2 separate regions of the Mus musculus genome follow, and region 2 is linked to region 1. A link is a contact called in public promoter capture Hi-C data. All regions are on one chromosome and are shown on one strand. Each heading gives the region's core, a stretch centred on a gene start, on an enhancer-like site or on the middle of the called end of the contact. The rest is flanking DNA. Distances are from core to core; before and after follow the strand shown.

Region 1 (4,797 bases), core at 843-3,342:
TCTTTGCAGAGAAAAACGGGCCCATTCATGGTAATGGACTGAAACATAAAAGCTACTCCATATCTTTCTGGGGGCTGACCTCTTTGCTCTTCCCAGGGTCGTCTTTTGTAATGAGCTAAAAATATGTGCTGTCCGCAGCTATTGCCCAATGCTCCCTGTGTCCTTTGCTGAGGCTCTTTTCAAAGCCTTCCCTGGACTAGTCAAGTGGTGTAATACTCAGTTTGGTTCCACTCTTGAGAAATGTAAACCTTGATCCAGAAAGTGTCTCTTATAGAATAATGGACAGTCAGGGAGCGCTTCTGTGCTTGGAGTGTTCCTCGTTACTTTGTCTCCGTTACTGCCTAATTAAATGATTAGTGTCAACCTTCTGGACACAATGTTTTTAAGTCCACTGGCTTTTCTGGCACCTCCAGCCGGAGCTTCAGTGACTGGGGCAGTGTCCTCAGGTTGTGGTAGCACTGAGCCATGATCCAAGGTTGCTCACATCCCCAAGAGTAGAAGGAAACGCTCCAAATTAGTCTGCGAACAACTAAAACCCAGATTTCCTTTTGGTTGTTCCCGCCCTGTTAGCCACATGGCTGGAAACCCGTTCTGTCCTTGAACATGGCAGAAGAATGCCTAGCACTCTGCCCTTTGCATACAGATTGGCACAGTTAGTTTTTCCCATGGAAGATGGATGAGAAAGCTGACTGGGACCACATCACTTGTTGGGTTTGTTTGTGCTTTTGGAAGGTAAATATAGTGATAATCTGAAGCTAGCCCGATTTAGTCAAAATTCCAGTTTGTGGAAATTTCTAGCAGAAGCACACAAGCCCTCGAGCAGGGTGGAATGCTATTTCTGGGTGTCTCTTAGCTGAGCCCCTCAATGCATACTAGGATTCTCATTTTAGTACATAAGAATGATGGTAGCTAGTGCCTCAGAGCAACCAGTGTCAGTGGATCCTGGCCAAGGTTCTATGAGGAGGCATCTTTATATATGCCATTAACTGAGTGTCTTCCCTTTCCTTGTCTTAAGCGACTCCCACGTAGGTTGTAGCTTAGACTTTGTTCTGAGTTATAGCAGAGCAGAGAGGGCTGAAAGAATCAAGTCAATATGTTTCTCCAACTTGCCCTTGTGACCCTCATTGTTAATTAAGCTTGTGTAGCAGCGTGTGTACTTATAGAATGTGTTCACTGGTCCACGTGATCCCAGACAGTTTTTTTTTTTAAAGATTTATTTATTTAATGTATCTGAGTGCACTGTAGCTGTCTTCAGACACAACAGAAGAGTGCGTTAGATCCCATTACAGATGGTTGTAAGCCACCATGTGGTTGCTTGGATTTGAACTCAGGACCTCTTGGAAGAGCAGTCAGTGCTCTTAACCGCTGAGCCATCTCTCCAGCCTGATTGACAGTATTCTTTTTTTCTTTTTTTTCTTTTTTTTTAAAGATTTATTTATTTAAAGTACACTGTAGCTGTCCTCAGACACTCCAGAAGAGGGAGTCAGATCTTGTTACGGATGGTTGTGAGCCACCATGTGGTTGCTGGGATTTGAACTCCTGACCTTCGGAAGAGCAGTCGGGTGCTCTTACCCACTGAGCCATCTCACCAGCCCGACAGTATTCTTGTTGTTTTGTTTTCTTTCTTTTTTTTTTCCGAGACAGGGTTTCTCTGTGTCGCCTTGGCTCTCTTGGAACTCACTCTGTAGATAGGCTGGCAGTAGAATTCAGAAATATGCCTGCCTCTGCCTCTGCCTCCCCAAGTGCTGGGATTAAAGGCGTGCACTACCACTGCCCAGCATGTTGGTTTTTTTCCTTTGTTTTGTTTGTTTCCTGCCTTGCATATTCTCAGAAGAATGTACTCATTGATCTGCGCAATCTCTAATTGACAGTATGTTTTTTTGTTTTAAAATAACTCTTGGTATAATTCACACACCGTAGAACTTAGTGCTTCCCATTACACTTTTATTAAGTATTTTGAAATTATGTTAACACAAAGGCGTTGCCATTTGAACAACCTTTAAGCATATAATTTAGAGTCATTAGTTATAGTCCAGGTTGTGCAATTTCCTAAAGCAATTCATGACCTCAAGCAACACCTCCATACAGTGAAGCAATCCTCGCCTCTGTCCTGACTGCCCCAGCCACCGCTCACCTCTGATCTACTTTCTGCCTGTCTCCAGTTGCGTATTCTAAATACTGACATATTTCTCTTTTGTTTCTGGCTCTTCCTTCCTTAGTATGATGATCCATGCAGGATCTTTCATGTAGAGACATTTTCAGAATATGATTCATTGATTTTTCCTTCTTTGAGAGTGGTTAGAAGTACTGGGAACCAAACTCAGGCTCCCTGCCTACAGTTACTGCCAGCTATGTAACTTACTTTTATGAAAAGGAAGTACTCTATTTTATATGGATATAATTATTTATCTACCCCCCTCCCCAAACAAAACAAAACAAAACAAAACAAAAAAACAGGGTATGTCAGTGTAGCCCTGGCTGTTCTGGAACTTGCTCTCAAACTCAGAGACCCACCTGCCTCTGCCCCCTCTGAGTCCTGGGGCTAAAGCTGTGCACTACCACCACCCAGCTTGTTTGAGTGTTTTGTGGTAAACACTGGCAATGTAGGTGTCCGTCTGTCTTCCTGTCTGTCTGTCTGTCATGTACTGTCATGCCTAGTGGGCATACAGGTCTCCCTTGTCTGTTCTCTGTTTTTGTTTGTTTGTTTGTTTTGTACACATCTGGTGTGGAATTTTTAGAGCTCCAGCTGCTTGTTGCCAAACTGTCCCCTGTGATGGTTTCACGGCTTTGCCCTTGGCCCTCTCTGCGCACTTGTGTTAGATTTTCTGTTTCTCTGTATCCTGTCAGTGCCTGTGACTGTTGTTTTAAATTCTCCCAGGCCCTGAGGTTTACACATACCACGAGGCTTCGTTGATTAATGTTTTACTGTGTAGGTGTTCATTTGGAGATGAGAAGACAGTTTGTAGTAACAGGTTTTATCCTTCCCCAGTTAGGACCCGGGACTTATTAGGCTTGGTGGCCAGTGCCCTTTACCATCTATAGACGGCCCTGGTGTTTGGCGGGTTGCATTATTAGCATGTTTGAATTGTTCTTGGATCCTGTTTATCTGGCATTAGTACCACCCCTACAGTGGCAGGTCTGATTGATGGAGCCGTATTTACCCTAGAGCAGCGTGTTTTATATTTTAGTAAGTAACCGAAGGGAAGACCAACTCTTGAATGATTTGTATGAATGAGTAAAACGGAGCTATGGATACGCAGTGTAATTATGTTGTGATTTTTGTTGTTGAAATTTGATTTATACATTATAATAAGATTTTTTTATAAAAAGCTTTAATTTTGTGATAAATTATTTTAGCCTATTATTTGGTGGTCGATCTGTTGTTTGAGACAGGGTTCTCCACACTGCCTTGGCTGTCTTGGAGCTCTCTATGTGGGCCAGGCTGGCCTTGAAGTTAGATATTCTTGCTTCTGTTTTCTGAGTGCTGGGATTAAAGACACCACACTCTGCTAAAACACATTTTAAAAGCGCTGAATAGTGCTATATACTGCCCCCCCCCCCAGGGGAAAAAAAAACCCAACCCCTCCAAAAATGGTATCATCAGGAAATCTTCATGATTCTGACTAAAACTCAAGCAAACACTTGAGTTCCAGGATATTTATCCACAGTGATTCCAACCTTTCACATAACTTCCGTTCCTTTCACATAACTTCCGCACATAAGTTCATTTGTCCTGTGCTGGGTTCCTCAGCTGTAAGGTAAGGTTGTACTTGATTCTGAAGTGTCAAGGGAAGTTGCTGATTGAAAATATTGCATGCTTATAACATCACCTATGCCTTCTTAGCCTTAAGATGTCATCAGATATTGAGGTACCCAGGTATGCATGAAGAAGACCTTTGGCTTCTGTCATGCCTCCACTGTCAGTCTGTTTCCTGTAACACAGGCTTTCCTGACAGCTGTGGAAGTTAGGACTTTTGATCTCAATATTTACACAGCTTGTGAGTTGGGTCAATTATTTCCACTAAACAAAACTCTTCAGAAATGCAAGCATCCAGATGGCCCATCTCAGCCTTCCTACCCCCACTAGGCACCGTGGCAGGATGTTTCTTATCATTTTTGAAATTCTCTCCCTTAGTTTCTCTTTAGCCTGTTGCTCAAGGTGGTTGAAGGGGCCCTGGCTAAGGAGAACCCAGCTGGAGCTTTTGAATGGAAGCTCTGCAGGACTGCAGGATGAGCCCTTGAGCCTGGCCCATTGTTTATCAGTTAGATCTGTTTATAACGGCTCGCTCTCGCCTCTCAGAGTTCTAAAGCAGCCAATGACGTCACATGTCTGGGGACTAGGCCTGTGCTTAGACAGAGCCTGGGGAAGCTGAGCTGCTGTGAGTGGGGTCTGTTTCTTGATCAACACTCTGCATTATTTGGGGCTTCAAAAACTACCCAAAGGCCAAGGATGTCTTAGCAGGCACAAGCCTAATGACTCAAAGAGAACTTATTCCAGAATGTTGTCCTCTGACATCCACGTTGACTTTTGGAAGGCATGTACACGCGCACACACACACACACGCACACACGCACACGCACACACGCACACACACACACACACACACGCACGCACACACGCACGCACACACACACGCACACACACACGCGCGCGCGCACACACACACACGCACACACACACACGCACACACGCACACACTAGGAGAAAAATCTCTACACTTTATCGCAATCTTCTGCTTTACCATAAAAAAACAAGCCACCTCAAATGACTCATGACCCAAGTACGGTTTAGAAATA
Region 2 (4,767 bases), core at 634-3,133, 120 kb before region 1:
TGGTCAGTTCAACGACTCTGGCTGCATTACAGCGGGAGCAAAGGCATCAGGACTTACAGGAATGAGATATCTAATAAATACCACCATCTCTGAAAAACCACGCGTCTATTGGTAGATAGAAAGCTTTAGATGTGTGCTTTTCTCAAACGAGGTTAAAAGTATGCTCAAGAAAATCCGAAAATTATGCAGCCCATAATGAAGAAGAGGCAGGGAAGGCGGTTTAAAAAAAAAAAAATCTCATCATTGAATTTACTAATGGAATTTGATTAAAACTTACTATGAACCAGTTAAGCACTATGGGCTAGGCATTGGGGGTTGGGGGTGTAGTAAGAAGAAGGCAGGTGAAGAGGAAGAGGAGGGAAACCAACCAAAGGTTGTGGAGTTTTGTGGAGCTAAGTGTGGCACACAGAACTCACCAGAAGAGAACAAGTATCAGATTATAAATCGCGACCTAGAGAAGAGGCTGCGCAACCCAGCCGTGGAATGATAAGAGCAGGTGGTCGCTTCGGGTAACTTCCTTGACCAGACCCCTCAGATAGGATCTCTATCCCAGGAGCTGAAGTCGGAGGAGAGATTGCCATGTAGAAGAGGCAAATGGCAGGCTGCCAGAGACAACGCAGAAGAACCCCCCCCCCCCAGGCCTCCTAAATCAGAGGGCAAGCTCGGTCTTTCAGATGCCCTTGAAGCCAATCATGTCTGTCAGTGATGCCCTCATCAGTGTCTCCGGAGTTATTTTAGGTACATGATAGAGACAGCAGACTCCAAGAACAGCGATTCCTTTGGTGTAGCGTCCTCGACGCAGGCTCCTTAGCAAGCGGGACAGATGATGTTAACGCTAGAGACAGGCTGGCCACTGGTCCTGCCCTCCTGGGTGAGCAGTCATCACTGCCCACACCAGAAATAGCAGAACTGCTGGATCTAAAGCTATTCAAATTCCCAGCGAGCACCTGTCTAATCTCACAGGAAGCCTGTGGAATGAGTCACGTGGAGGTCCCATGCCCGCTGAGGCGAGGCAGGGCAGGCGGATTTATGATGCACTATCATCTAGGGATCACGTTCTGCCCAGTAGGTCTGGCTAAGTAAGTGCTGTCAGGAATCCCGTGAAGAGCTTTGCTGGAGAGGGAGGCAGATAACTGGCTGGTGGCCTCTAAGTGAATCCAGATGGGGTGGCAGGTAACGCTCAGGGGAGGGGCCCAGTCTGCAAACCCACTTAACCCCCAGACGCCTGGGATTAAAACTGTTGCTCCTTGACTGTTTAGTTGTGCTTGCTCTTTGTATGCACTTAGATAAGAAAGGTTGAGGAGAAATCCCCCAGAATGCACCTCAGAAAAATAGGAACTTTAAATCACCTTTGAAGCCCAATGTGTCCCACGTTCCGGGGTCTTGGGGAAGAGCAAGAGTCGTTGCAGCTCTGAAAGAATAGTAAACGTTGCTCTCGAAAAGTCTGTGAAAACCAGCAGGAAGGAAAGTCCCTTTTGTTTGTTTACAGAGAGATAAGCCTGAAGCCAATTTAAAAAATAATCATTAAAACAATAAACAGTAAAAATAGAGAAAAGTGTATTTCTCATGGGAAAAGATCTAGAAGAGATGTTTTTAACCGAAAAGTTGTCAGTTCTTTTTTAAGTTTTAGATTTATTTTATTTCATGTGTGTAGGTGTTTTGTCTGTCTGTATGTATGTGTACTACATGCATGCTTGGTGTCCAGAGAGGCCACAAGACAGCATTGGATCCCCTGGAACTGGAGTTAGAGCTGTGAGCCACCAAGTGGGTGCTGGGAATTGAACTCATGTCCTCTGCAAGAGCAGCCAGAGCTCTTGATCAAGCCCTCTCCAGTCCTCAGCGCTTTCAATAACTTCAGGTCAACATGGCACACAGCATATTTGGCTGTATAAATGTGATTCCGGTCATTGTCAATAAAACAGGCAGCAACCAAGTGTGGCAAAGTTCAAGAGGGAACAAGGCTGTGAGTCAGGAGATCCTTGCTTGATTTCACCTCCAGTGCAACCCCAAGACAGATGGGCAACGGGTAAGAGTTAAAAAGAAAGAAGGCAAGGATATGACCAAACTAACTTCAATAATATATTTATTTATTTATTTGTTTGTTTGTTTGTAAAGATTTGTTTATTTTATGTATCAGTGCACTGTAGCTGTCTTCAGACACACCAGAAGAGAGCATATGATCTCATTGCAGATGGTTGTGAGTCACCATGTGGTTGTTGAGAGTTGAACTTAGGACCTTTGGAAGAGCAGTCAGTGCTCTTAACCACTGAGCCATCTCTCCAGCCCCAGGAAAGTGGTTTTATAGTATGTATGTAACTGGTCCTATGATCTGAGGGACTACTGATGTTTGGGAAAAGACACACACACACACACACACACACACACACACACACACACACACTACACACACATTCACTCACCTCCCCACCTGCTGTAGGACGGACTCTGAAGTTCAGTTTCCTTTCCTGTGTCTTAGAAAATTAGAAAGACTCCAGGGAGCATTGTGAGCATTTAACTGTGCAACAGAAATGGACAAGCCCCAGAGTTAGGGTCAGTGATTTCTTGTGGTTCCAGAAAGTGCAAGCATTCATAGAAAAGAAAAAACAATTAAAGAAAACCAGTATTCAGGGGCTGAAGCAACGGCTCAGTGGTTGAGAGCACTTGCTGCTCTTTCAAAGGACCTATGTTTGGTTCTCAGAACCCACATGGCAACTACCAACTCTCCATATCTCCAATTCCAGCACCCTCTTCTGACCTCCTCAGGCACCAGGTGCGTGTGTGTGTGTGTGTGTGTGTGTGTGTGTGTGTGTGTGTGTGTGCGTGTGTACACACTGTATAATCACACACACACACATAATAACAACAGAAACAACAAAACCCTGTGAGTGAAACCGGTTTCCCTGTGCATATTGATCAGGTTCTCTCCGTTGCCCTACTTCTTTTCTATCTGGACCCTCACTCCTTGGATGTCTATGGGGTCAAGAAAAAGAATGGCCTGGGCGCTGCCTAACAGGCGAAGTTTGACAAGGAAGTCCCTCCCACACATGGAAGCTAATCTGAAATCATTTGCCTATGAGCCAGTTTCCCACCAACATCAGGAGTCAAAATTTAAATAGATAAAAAGAGTGAGTCTCAGTTCTGGTCTATACACGTCAGCTTCCACACTTTAAGCCGGGCTGGGAAGACAGCAAGTGCACAATTAGTGTGCTGTGCATTTGAGTCCTGAGTTTATACCACTGCTATCTTCATCAGTTCAAGCTGCTGTGTGATTCAAAAAAGAAAGAGAGAAAAAAAAAAGAAATCTCTTCATGATGACATAGTCTCTGATTTGTTTTTTGATTTAAGTCTTTGATTACCTCTCCATTAATCAAAATATAGTAAAGCTTGTGTGGTGGGGTATGAATACAATCACAGCACTCAGGGGGCTAAAACAGGAGAATTGCCACAAGTTCAAGGCCAGCTTGGGCTACATAGTGAGTATCAAACTGGCTAGTTCACAGTAGTTAATAGTTAGACCCAGTTACAAACGAGTTAATAGTAGGACCTTATCTCAAAATGTGTGTGTGTGTGTGTACACAAGTCTGTATCAAAAAATTACATATTTATATATCCTTGAGTTTATGAAGAAAGATGTTTCAAAAATATCCACAAAATTGGGCTGTAGTGACGCACGCCTTTAATCCCAGCACTTGGGAGGCAGAGGCAGGTGGATCTCTGAGTTCAAGGCCAGCCTGGTCAACAGAGCAAGTTCCAGGACAGCCAGGGCTACACAGAGAAAGCCTGTCTTGAAAAAGCAAAACAAACTCCACAAAATGCTCTTGTGTCTCCTTAGGTAAAGCCTAACTTCCCACCTGGGATCACATCCAGCCCAGGGCAGAGCTATGTGTGAGTAGAGCTGTCTCAGTCAAGTGTGGGACGCAACTGCTAATTCTAACCAAGAAGAGGAATCGTTTCCACCGTCTCTAAAACACTCAGAAAGAGACGAATGGACTTTCAGGGGCTTTTCCAAAAGCAAAATAAAAAGAGAAAGGAGGTAGTGTTGAGTCTGGGGAAATCTGGCTACCTGAACTAATTTTAGCCAAAGATATAAAATGTAAGTTTAACCAAAAGCAAAATATAAGCAGAGGTAGGTTAGTTTGAGGCTAGCCTGGTCTACATAGAGAGTTCCAAGTAGCCAGAACTATATAGTAAGACTATGTCAAACCAAACAACAATGAAAATCAAAATACAGCCAGGCAGTACAGGCAGGACTACACAGAGAAACCCTGTCTTGAAAAAAAAAAAACCAAAGGTGTGCACCACGGTTTGATATTGAAATCGGGTCTCACTACACAGCCCAGGCTGCCTGCAACTCTCTACATCGACCAGGCTAGCCTCAAACTCACCAAGATCTACCTGCTTCTGCTTATATTTTGATTTTTTGCTAAAGTAATGTCTAGTGACTGATTTAAAGTGTGCCTTCACTCCTGTGTGCTGACACCTAACAAATCCACTGCCTTCAATCCCCTCCCACCCACCCCACCCCCCTCTCCACGTAGTCCTCTGATTTAAAATGTTAATGTTAGATTTAACATGTACCCTCTATAAGCAAATTACTCAAAACAGTAAGAGGGGGATGAGGCAGAGAGCAGCGAGCCAGGCTGGGTTTTACTTGTGAAAGGGCTACGTTTTCTTTTCCAAAAAGACACATGTGCTCACTGCTAGGTTTTAGTTTTGGTTTTTTAATGAAGCTATTTTATTCTATGAATGTAATACCTGTATGAAGTC

The links. Capture Hi-C pulls out chosen DNA fragments and counts their contacts.
Region 2: a contact with region 1 is called in a promoter capture Hi-C map of adipose tissue. The contact joins two enhancer-like sites. A contact is called at or near these places in 1 of 484 Hi-C or Micro-C datasets (liver), 2 of 115 datasets of contacts at active chromatin or transcription factors (extraembryonic endoderm stem cells and heart atrium) and 2 of 9 other capture datasets (adipose tissue and liver).

What each region holds. Positions count from the first base shown.
Region 1 is chr8:33,853,201-33,857,997 of GRCm38.p6, reverse strand. The region is part of intron 4 of Rbpms (RNA binding protein gene with multiple splicing); the gene reads left to right. Among named protein-coding and RNA genes, the nearest start is that of Gm51528, 68 kb to the left of the region's middle. Within about 2 kb of position 2,092, at least 22 of the 459 cell types and tissues checked have an H3K27ac peak or open chromatin away from gene starts, as enhancers often do. A contact at or near this core is called in adipose tissue and liver, where this site is marked.
Region 2 is chr8:33,974,942-33,979,708 of GRCm38.p6, reverse strand. No RefSeq gene overlaps it. Among named protein-coding and RNA genes, the nearest start is that of Gm39157, 10 kb to the left of the region's middle. Within about 2 kb of position 1,883, at least 77 of the 459 cell types and tissues checked have an H3K27ac peak or open chromatin away from gene starts, as enhancers often do. A contact at or near this core is called in adipose tissue and liver, where this site is marked.